Linked DNA regions of Sus scrofa: all the other regions are linked to region 1. A link is a contact called in public Hi-C and HiChIP or PLAC-seq data. All regions are on one chromosome and are shown on one strand. Each heading gives the region's core, a stretch centred on a gene start, on an enhancer-like site or on the middle of the called end of the contact. The rest is flanking DNA. Distances are from core to core; before and after follow the strand shown.

Region 1 (3,600 bases), core at 425-2,924:
TCTAAGTATGGGGAGGAACCCCAAAAAACTGAAGTGAATTATTTTGCCAGAGGACCTAAAAAGTACACCAAATTCCAAACCGAGTTGTTACAAGTCATCCTTCCATCTAAATTCAATAAGAACTATGATGTTTAGGAGTTCCCCTTGTGGCACAGTGGTTAACGAATCCGACTAGGAACGTGAGATTGAGGGTTCGATCCCTGGCCTTGCTCAGTGGGTTAAGGATCCCGCGTTGCTGGGAGCTGTGGTGTAGGTCGCAGACGCGGATCGGATCCCGCGTTGCTGTGATTCTGCCGTAGGCCGGTGGTTACGGCTCCGATTAGACCCCTAGCCTGGGAACCTCCAGCCACCGCGGGAGCGGCCCTAGAAAAGGCAAAAAGACAAAAATAAAAAATTATGATGTTTACCCTTTATATTTACATGTATTATGGCTTCTAGAATCTGCTTATCCTATCTGTAGCACAGTTGGGACTAGACTGTGTAAGTTCAAAGTCTCCCTCTACCAATTTTCCTCTCCACGTCTGTTTCTTTATCTATAAAAAAGCTCAAATATACTATCTACCTGAGTAGACTGTTTGAAGGATTACCTAAGTTAATACTTAGGAAGCAGTTACAGATATTTTAAAATACATCATACTATCCACAAGCCCATCAGTGTAACAAGAACCACTGCCACAGCTCCCATAAGAAAATGAGTTCCTTTACTTTCAGCTCCTTTTATCCCTTATTAAGACGGTGCTTTGTCGACGGGGGCACATTATGTTAGCAGACTGGAACCTGGCCGGAAAATTGTTTGCATCTAATTTCAAATTATGAACTCCTGAGCATCGGATGATATACCATTCTGCTGTACACTCAGGAGGCCCTTTGAGTTTGGAGCGCGAGAGGCATAAGGCACTCTGGTCTGCGTAATTGTAAGGGTCTTTGATCCGAGAAGCTGCTGAGAAACAGTTATTGGTGATTGAGAAAAAGGGAGGCTAAGTCTCCCTTAAAAAAAAAATTAAAACAAACTGAACTGGAGAGCTGCCCGCATTTCACTCTACTGCCTCTGGAAGAGGTGTGTTATCTAAAGTGCTTCCATCATGAATAATGATTGAGAAACTGCCTTCACTCTCCCGACTACTGTACTCCCAAGCACAAATCCGTGGGCTGCTGCCCACGGTGTCTATCTGGAACTTGGTTATCACACACGTTTACAGCAACCCATCCTCCAGTGCGAAAGGGAGGGGCTGGGACGCTCCGGGTTAGCCGCATTTCTAGGGTCAGACCCAACCCAGTACTTTCTCCGCGTCTGGTTCTTCAGGTCATTTCGGAATCGGCTACCTTTGTTTACATTTTGAGCTTGGCTCCGCACCAGGAAGCATTAGTGCTTTCTAAAAAGGGAAGCATCTTGCATTTGTAGACTGCTGGGGGGAGCAAAGTTCACTCTCCTGGGTATGGGAAGCTGCTTCTCCTGCAACACGTGCGGGTTGTGGCAAAATCTTTGAATAACAGGGGCAGTATAAGTGAGGCGGGGGTTTGGGGAAAGCCGAGGAGGTTGGTGTGGGACAAGCAAGCAAAGTGCGGAAGCTGCACGGGGATCCTTCTAGAAAGTGGGGTGGGAAAGGAGCTAGGGAGGGCGTGTGGAGGGAAGGGATCTGTGTCAGAACGTGCGTGTGAGCGGATACAAAACCCGAGAGAGGCGTGAGCAGCGCCGTGTGTGCGAGCGGGAGCGAGGGGCGCCGGCTCGGGGTGTGTGCGCCTGGGTGAGTGACACCGAGGGGCGGGCTGGCCGGCCGGCCGACGGGCGGGGGCAGCCTGCGAGGGGCGGGAGTGTCCCTGCGTGGAGCTGGCCGACTCAGAGTTGTGTCAGTGAAGGAATCTAGCCCCGGGGGCCGAGCCGGCTGCGCCCTCCACCGCGAGCGCCGGCAGCGCGGGTCGAGCTCCGGACGGCGCGCGGCCCAGGCAACAGCTCCCGCCCCGCCCGCCCTCCGCGCCGCAGGGCAGCCACCGCCGCCGCGCCTCCCCGGGCGACTGCGCCCCTGATCCCCGTTCCCCTGCCCGGGACGGAGCGGCTGGCCCTCCGCACAGAGGTAAGCTCGGCATCCCAGGCCGCCGCCGCCTGGGACCCACTCCCTGCCTGCCCGCCTGCCAGGCCCGGGCCGGGACTCGGGGTTCAGGCGGACGCCGCGGGGCCTGCGGGGCCGGGACGGTGGCTCAGCCTCGGCCGCGCGATCCGCAGCCTGGGCCGCCCAGTCCCCGCCGCCTCCCCAGGCGCTGGGTGTGGCCCCAGCTCGGTGCCGACGCGGGCAGGCGGCGCGGACCGGACACGGAGGTCGCCGTCCTTCCTTTCTCGGGCCGGCGCGGGCTAGCAAGCGGGCGGGCGGGCGGGCGGGAGAAGGCGCCGGGTCCCGCGCACATTCGCGCGCCCCGGGCGGGCGTGTGGCCGCCGCGCTCCGACGTGGACCCGCCCGCCCCGGATCTGAATCGGTCGCGGTCCCTCGCCTGCCCTCCCCCGCGCGAGCGCCCCCTTCCATCCGCTGGACGGACGGAGACCCACCCCCTCCCGCCGCCCTATCGCTCGGAACTGCCTGCGCCGGCACAGTCTCTCCGTCGATCACTGCCTGGCTCGGGGGCCGCGGGACCCGGGAAACCTGCGCCCCTTGGCGCACTCACAGCGGGAGCCGGATGCGGCGGCCCCCAGCGCCCGCACACTCGCCGCCGTTGCACGCGGGGTGACGCGAGTAGATGCCGAACGACCCGGCCGCAGGACGAAGTGGTCGCTCAGCCGCTTCTGGGAGGGTGGACCCAGAATCGGCGGTGGCGGCTAGAGCCCAAGGCAGCGGTGGTTCCGGAGATGGAGAGGGTCTTCTCGCTTTCTCCATAAGCTTGAGTTTTCCTTGTCTCTGAAGATCGGCCCCGCTCGCTCGCAGTCTATTCGGTGGTTAATACTTACTGCAGATGTAGGATGTGAAGGGCTGAGACTTTACCTGGACAGGGATGCTACTGAAACCTCAACTGGAGGTTTCCACTTCCTGCGGGGAGTTGGTGTGTGTGTTTGTGAACTTCTTGAGCTTTCAGTTCCCAGAAAGTCCTGGTTTTAGCAGATGCCAAGGTTTTGGAGACCTAAGATTGTTTCTGTGCATTTCCCTTTGATTGATTGTATTACAGAATCTGTACGTAGCTTGAGAACGAGTGCAAAACCTTGAACCTCAGTCTCTTTCTTTACATAGTGTTATGTGTATTATTTTTCACTTGCTTATTTTTTTAAAATATTAATATTATATTAAAAACTTTTACCAGTACCCTCGAAAGTAAAAAAAAAAGACAAATCTTAGAACCTATGCAGAGGAAGAGGCTTTGAAAGAGTAAGATCGTGAGACCTTTATGACTGATTTAGTTTGTCTTAAAGGAACAGTCCATGGCCATTCTTATTGATTCTGTTTTCTAGAGATTAAGCAGATGTGCAATATGGCAGGGAAAGGAGGGACAGGAAGTCAGAAATTGCTTCATTCTGGGAAAAAAAAAATATTAAAGTAACAAATCCGGTTATTTTGAAAGATATTCTGAAAATGAAGCCTACAGCTGCCTTCTGGATAAACTATTTCATTAGCCTTCTAA
Region 2 (3,600 bases), core at 286-2,785, 170 kb after region 1:
CCAGTGCTCTGGATCTTTGAAACTGCCTTGGGGTACAGTTAATTACCAGAAAAAGAAATTGCTACCAGAAAGGCAAACATAAGGATCTACAACAAAATAGGAAGTTATGATTTACGAATTTTCCCTTATCCTCTTTTGCCCCAATGTACTAAACCTACAAACAGGCACACGCATTCCAGCTTCTGGCTGACTTCTGGGGAACTAGTCTACTTCACAGTCACATTTGCTGCTAGCTTTATAAGTAGGATTGTCTGCTCACCCCAGCATAAAACTGGTTGAGTGCAGGAGAAAGTGGCAAGTGACTTTTTGGTCCCCTCCGCCCTGGTTTGGCTTGAAAGGGAGCCCCATGGGGATGAACTTCCTCTGAAGGTCCTGAGATGTTCCAGAGGCCTTTCCCTTCTCACTTGCTCTCCTGGTCTTGGCTGCCTCCAACCAGCCAATGGAAATTTTCCTCCTGACTAGTCTTTCTGCTTCCATTATCTCCCTCCAGCCTGGTCACCTACCTTAAATCCCAAGCTATTAGAGCGGATCTGGTACCCCCCCCATTATGGTCTCCTGTTCCCCTCAAAATAAAATCTGCAGCGTACATATTCCAGCATCCATCTCTCCCTTGTTCAAACATCAAGTGAGGAATACGAAGTTGCCAGCTCCTGGTCTATTGAAATCCACTCATCTTCCCAGTTTCATTTCTACTTCTCCAAATCCCATTCATTGTAAAATGGTTAACAGCCCAGGCTTTGGAGTGCAACTGCTCAGCTCTTACAACCTTGAATAAATTACATATTCCCTCTGATTCTTAGAACCTCAATTCCCCCTCTGTAAATTAGAGTTAATAATAGTGCTGACTTCATACTAATGTGATCAGATGAAAATGAGATTATCGGCTAAGAATTTGGCCCATGTTGGGGAAATAGTTTTCAATGTTTCTTTTAATGTTCCAGCTCAGGGCTTCCTCTTACACAACTGTTTCCCCATTCTCCTCAGTAGGAAAGAATTCCTTCCTCTTTTATATTCTTAAAGCACCTACTACCTTCTAGTATGCACAGTGGTATGTCTCTCTTGACATGTGGTTAACTCCCTGGTAAACTCGCAGAGGGACCAAGCCATCGTGGTTTCTGTATTTCTTCACTCTGTCGTCCACATATAGATCTTAATTTTAAACGAATTGAAAAGTAATCTCTCTCCCACTTCCTTTAACAGCACTTGAAATTCTACCATTCAAGGTAATGGTTTCCAGTTAGTAAGCCTTCCTGGACTTCCTGATTCCCAATTAAAATGGAGACAGACGTCTAGGAAGGATAACATGCTTTCTCAAGAGGGATGATACCTTAGCAGGCCATTGGCCAGATTAGGAAGGCTACCAGAAGGCAATCGAAAAACTTGCAGCAGGACAGGAAGTGCTAGGAGGAGAGCATGGGGTGCAAAAAGGTTAAGTCGATGAGTCCAGACGCATATTTTTGCCCTTGTCACAGCTTTGTCTCAGCCCAGGCAAGGGAAAGCCAGGATCCACATGTATTCCCAGAGCAAAATGGTGATCATTCTCAAGGCAGGTCAAAACCAAGCCGGCTTTAACAGAGCCTCCCAGGGATGGAGTTGGCACGCTTCCCACCTGGGGATGCATTCACACCACGAGTGGAGGCGGGAGAGCCACGTGGATGGGTCTGCAGTGTGCCTCGGCCTTGTCTGTATGTAATCACGGGGCTCCTGTCTCTTCCCTGCAGCACTTTGTCAGCGAGCGTAAATATGATGAAGAGCTCGGGAAAGCTGCCCGGTTCTCCTGTGACATTGAACAGCTAAAGGCCCAAATCATGCTCTGCGGAGAAAGTGAGTTTTGTATACTTGCTAAATAATTCTGTGTGAGTAAGCTTGGTGCTGTTTGGAGCTGCTTTCAGAAATGTCAGGTGTGCAGTTCCCCCGGGGGCTCAAGGGAGGTCTAAAGAGATGTAATGATCTAAGGTCATGACACAAGTCATGAGAAATGTCAAGATCTGAACTTCCAGTCTTCAAATGCCACTGCCCATCACTAAATCCCCAGGATTTATTACGCAGAACAGAACAGGTCAACTAGTGGATACCTTTTGCAAACTTTTCTTAAGTGCTGCCAGATCAACCGCCTCTCTGATTTCAAACAGCCTGGTTCTACAGAGATGGGTTACAGGAGAGCGAATCTCTCTAATAAGTCTGGAAACAATGGGCTATTGTCGTGAAGGGTCCAGCTGTCGTGTGTGTGTGTGTGTGTGTGTGTGTGCGCGCGCGCGCACACACACACACACACATTGCCCAGCACTGCCTGAGCCTCTCCTTTAATTAGAGCAGTTAACATGCAGCACGATTGGCTGATCCTTTCCCCCCTACTCCAGCCCACCCGCCAGGGGAGGTGGGAATGAGCACTAAAGTGGCTTCAAGGACAGCCTCAAGGAGGAAAGAAGGACTGGTGAAGGACATGGAATATCCATAGCCTCATAGCAAGCTGAAAGACTGAGATTTGGATGCACTGGTTTGCAAAGTGAGAATTGCTTTTTTCTTCTGAGTAGAAAAAAAATATAAGCTTGATCTAAAAATTACAGAACTATATTAAATAGAAGGTGACATTACTTTTGTGGAACCCTCACACTTTATATGCCTCTATAACCAACTGTGCAAATTATATAGTGTATGTAATTATCCTACATCCTATCATGTACTATATATTCCATGACATACATAGTAAGAGAATTTGCTTTTATCCTTTCGCGATACGCGGCTGACACGTTCCCATGCCAGTATATTTAACCCATAATTTATTTAAGTACAACTGACATAATCAGCCCCTTGATTGTTGACATTCGGGTTGCTTCCAGTTTTTCACTGTTAAAACAACACTGCTGCGAGCATCTTTGTTCACATATCTTAGGCAATGATCTGAATCTGGGGCTGCATCTCTTTTAAATTATTTTCTTTTTTTCTATATACTCCCTTCCTTATGAAAGAATCTCATTGGCCATGATCCATCCCTAGATTTTGCCCCCATCTTCTAAAAAACCAGACTATCTGGTTGGAGGAGATTTAACTGCCCCCCCCCCACCGTTTCCACTTCAGCCTGATAATGGGTGATGCCAAGAGCCTCTGTCACCGCCTGAGGCGGGGAGGGCCATCCAGCGTCACCTGCTCTCCTCCAGAGCACTTCCAGTGCCATCTAGCGGGAGGAACCATCCCTCCCCAGGTCCCAAGTGTCCACATTGGAATTTGGAGCCTCCCATGTTGGAGACAATTGTTCTTCGAAAGGCCCTTTCCTTCTCAGCTTTGTTGAGAGCACATTGAAAGCCGACAGCTACTGAACCAGAAATAGCAATGTGTTCCCCCCTGGCCCTCCCCAGCCAGGAAAGTGAATCTAGTTAGCCCAAGAGCCACTCAAATCCCCTGGTCATGTTTGGACAGCCCCCAGTGTGCCATCCCACCTTACCTGTAAAATGAAGGGACTAGAAATACATCCCTGTCCTTTCCATGTCTAATGTTCCATGATCCCTTCTCACACTCCAAATCCTCGGGAAGAATGCCAGGATTAAGTCTGATCCAACACAGGTAGCAGAGAAAATTGCTTTTAAAAACTGGTGACAATTT
Region 3 (3,600 bases), core at 618-3,117, 140 kb after region 1:
ATTCTTGGGTGCCTTTAAGACTGGAATTGAGAAATGGTACATCAGTGTGGCCTTGGTCCTGCCCTGCCCTCCTCTGCCACTGATTTTGATGGAAGACATTTCTTTCAGCCCTATACATCTGCTTGTGTGTATAATTGGAGTGAAATAGCTATTCTTAAAAAGGTTAGGTTATTATCAGTAGAAGAATGTTCTCAGTATATCAATCAGGACTCTTTCAGTTTCAAGTGACAGAAACCCCAGTCACACTAGTTAATGACAAGAGAGGATTTACTGGCTGATGTACATGAAAATTCCAGGAGGTTCCTTTAGGCAAATTTGGTTCTAAGCCCAATATATTCTCAGGATTCAGTCCCTCTCTCTCTGCCTCCCTCTCTCTCTCCCTCCTTTCCTCACTCACTGCCTCTCACCTTCTCCTGGTTCTGCTTATCCTTGGCCTCATTCTTAGGCACAACATCTCCATGTAGCAGCAAAGAGAACCCACTGGTAGCTCCAAGGGTACGTAATCTTTAGCCCCTGTGATCCGAGGAAGGGCTTTGTTTGCCATCATTCTAACACAAAGTCCAAGGGCTAATTTCCATTGGCTGGGTTGGGTCTTGCATCTTGTCCAGAAACCGGTCATGGTGGCTAGAGGGACAGAGTTTTCCTATCGGCCAGGCTGGAGCCACATGCCTACCATATAGTCAGCCGTGGAGGGAGCCCCAACCCCGAACTCCATGAACTGAGAGTCAAAGAGCCATGGTTCCCAGAGGAAAGTCATGGCGTTAAAGAGGAAAATAGAGAATGGAGAAAAAGCGTATCCACAATGGCCCGGCTCACGTACCATGTTTCCTTTATTGGCCTCCCTGATTCTAGAATTTGATCACAATTTCTGCCTATTTTGCCCATTCCAAGTCCCCTTTTTTTGACATTGATGTGCTTTTTTGCTGATTGGAAAGTCGTGTGAAACTCAAAATTAAGCCGAACACTAACCTAACCTAAAATTCTTGACTATTAAACCATCTGCTACATGTAATGGAAGATTCCAAGGGTACAGAAGACACTTGGGACTTGAGAGAAAACCATCTCCTCCAGTTATTCAGTGAGGAATCATTTTCCCTCCACCCATTCACGACGTCCCCTCCTTAGTGGACTGCTTCTCTGTTTGACCAGATTATAACCTCACTAGTTTTCAAAGCAGAGTCCTAGAATATATTCGAAAGTACTTGGAGAAAGTAAAGATGCTATACAAATGGAAGGTGTCATTGTTGTGGTTGTTATTATTATTTTTATTATTAGTTTTTAAGTATTTTTTAATTTTTTTAAATTTATTTTTATTTACTTATTTTGCTTTTTAGGGCCACATCCGAGGCATATGGAGGTTCCCAGGCTAGGGGTCAAATCAGAGCTACAGCTGCCGGCCTACACCACAGCCACAGCAAGGCAGGATCCAGGCCATGTCTGCAATCTACACCACAGCTCACGGCACCACCAGATCCTTAACCCACTGAGCAAGGCCCCATAACTCATGCTTCCTAGTTGGATTTGTCTCCACTGCGCCATGACGGGAACTCCTAGTTTTTTAAATTTTACACATCTGTGACTTTTCCAGTTTATCCTGAAGTTACCCTAATATATAAAAGCACACACTTAACTTCCAGGCTGGTTCTCTAGAGCTGGAGTCAGCACACTTTCTGGAAAGGGCCTCTAGTAAATGTCGTAAACTTTATGGGCTCTCAGGTCTCTGGGCACCTCCTCCGCTGTGTTGTTGTGACGTGGAAGCAGCCAGAGAGCACCCAGGGAGGCAGTGGGCCAGATCTGGCTCTTGGGGGTCGTAGTTTTCCCGCCTCTGTCTGGAGGGGTCAGTGAGCTGCTCCCAGCAGCAGACCCGCAGTGGTGGTTGCAGAGTAAACTCTCGCACTGAGGCCTCTGTATGATACCTTCCATCTGAGTGACTCACACACTAACTGACAAAATGTAGTGGTGACCTCAAATTACCTCTCTCCACCAGCTGCTCTGAGTACTCTTATTTTTTATTTTATGTTATTTCCTTAGTCAAATGAACATTGTATGGCTCATGAGACATCTTGAGATTTATAGCAGGTTCTCTGAATGCTTTATTCCTCAAGAGCTGAAAGTGTGGGGCCAGGAAAGTCAGCAGCCAGGGAAGTTGTGTATCTTTTCTCTGCTTGTAATTCACATTGCATTTTAAACTGACGGAAAGGATCCCTTCTGAATGAGCTCTGCCAAGCAACTCGGCTGTTTAAAAGTCACTTATGCTTGACAAAATGGCACTTTTCCTCCAAACTGAAGAAGGCGCAATTTGGATCAACTCTTTTCTGTATGCCATTGCTACCAAATGAGAAAACATCACCACTTGTTTTCTGACCTAACCCTTAATTTGTAATCCCCAAATGATTACATAAATGTGAACTTAAACATAAAACTAAAGTATTTTTAATCAACCATTTGCATGCCTTTATGCCGAAGGGGAAAACTTTGCCTCTGTTTGAAATACGCCTGCAGCCCAGGCAACAGGGTGATGGACTTGAATTAAGCCTCTCTCATTTTCTGAGGAGCAAAGGATAAGTTTTAGGGATTGTGGTGCTCTTGAAAAATAGCAGGTCACCGAATTGAAGAAGGCAGCTTAAATGCTTAAAAAAAAAAAGAAGTTTTCCTGGTGGTGGTGAAATCACGAACTCTAAGCACTAGAGAGACTTCTCAACACAGCTCTATGGAAACCTCAGGGTTTCATCGTAGGGTACATCCAGATTCGGAGGAGTGCTGGTTCGGAGGCAGATGTTGACTCATCTGGTGCACAAGCTACAGGGTCGTAGTATGTGTCCCACTGCCAGTTCCCCTCCCCTTCCTTGGGGCTGCCCCGTTTTCTCCACCAAAGCACTCAGTAGACATGTAGAAATAAGCAGACCCTCTCGAGTAATAAGTTCTCACCATTCACTGTGCCAGCTTCAGGAGGTGAACCCAAAGACTACTGGGGTTCACGGGAATGGCGATTGTGTGAGGTTGAGAGAAAACACTTGTTTGCACATGCTCCGTACGGAGGGAGCAAATATCTGGGAAAATGAAGGAAACGCTTATCCTTCCCGATCTGGCTGGGAGGACTACTTTGCTCAGTATGTTATTCAACAAAACCATTGAGTTGCTAATTTCTACCATCCAAGTTGGCACTTCACCAGGACACAGTTAGACAGGGCTAAACGACCATTACATGGATCCTTCTCATCTTCCCAGACAGAACTGGAGATTGAAGAGGGGAACAAAGATGACACAATACCCTCACCATATGTCTTCACAGAAAATAAATCTTGCAACATGAGTGTCTGTGTGAAAAGTCACATCAGGAACTAACATGAAACAGCTGGTTTCTCTTCTATATGATTGGCCCCCTACCACAACTGGAAAATATGCATCCTTCGGAATCATAGCTGCCAGGTTTAATTGCTTTGTGTGCAAACTAGTCTAGCGTCTCATCACAAATCTGTGTGTGTGTGCATGTCCAAGTTGTTGTTGACGGCTTTAAAGGAGCAATAAAACATTAAATTCAAAAGGAAAGAAAAAAAAAAAAAAACATTGGGGAAGGAGAGTAATACTTGAGAGTTTTGC

Evidence for each region. Hi-C and Micro-C count contacts between places; a contact is called where the count stands out from the background. HiChIP or PLAC-seq counts read pairs in DNA pulled down with a chosen protein or histone mark.
Region 2: a Hi-C map of embryonic fibroblasts shows a contact between it and region 1, with 1.8 times the contacts expected there. The contact joins the enhancer-like site here to the promoter of SPATS2L in region 1. A contact is called at or near these places in 1 of 5 promoter capture datasets (fetal skeletal muscle), 6 of 47 Hi-C or Micro-C datasets (embryonic fibroblasts, fetal heart ventricle, fibroblasts and 2 more) and 2 of 2 datasets of contacts at active chromatin or transcription factors (alveolar macrophages and skeletal muscle).
Region 3: an H3K27ac HiChIP or PLAC-seq map of alveolar macrophages shows a contact between it and region 1. The contact joins the enhancer-like site here to the promoter of SPATS2L in region 1. A contact is called at or near these places in 2 of 5 promoter capture datasets (liver and skeletal muscle), 5 of 47 Hi-C or Micro-C datasets (brain, embryonic fibroblasts, fetal skeletal muscle and 2 more) and 2 of 2 datasets of contacts at active chromatin or transcription factors (alveolar macrophages and skeletal muscle).

What each region holds. Positions count from the first base shown.
Region 1 is chr15:103,877,792-103,881,391 of Sscrofa11.1, forward strand. It overlaps SPATS2L (spermatogenesis associated serine rich 2 like), which reads left to right and starts at 1,675. Exons shown (of 13, transcript NM_001177916.1): 1 at 1,675-1,745.
Region 2 is chr15:104,051,071-104,054,670 of Sscrofa11.1, forward strand. It overlaps SPATS2L (spermatogenesis associated serine rich 2 like), which reads left to right. Exons shown (of 13, transcript NM_001177916.1): 11 at 1,722-1,824. Among named protein-coding and RNA genes, the nearest start is that of KCTD18, 46 kb to the right of the region's middle. Within about 2 kb of position 1,536, at least 19 of the 83 cell types and tissues checked have an H3K27ac peak or open chromatin away from gene starts, as enhancers often do. A contact at or near this core is called in alveolar macrophages and embryonic fibroblasts, where this site is marked.
Region 3 is chr15:104,022,059-104,025,658 of Sscrofa11.1, forward strand. The region is part of intron 8 of SPATS2L (spermatogenesis associated serine rich 2 like); the gene reads left to right. Among named protein-coding and RNA genes, the nearest start is that of KCTD18, 75 kb to the right of the region's middle. Within about 2 kb of position 1,868, at least 15 of the 83 cell types and tissues checked have an H3K27ac peak or open chromatin away from gene starts, as enhancers often do. A contact at or near this core is called in alveolar macrophages, fetal skeletal muscle and skeletal muscle, where this site is marked.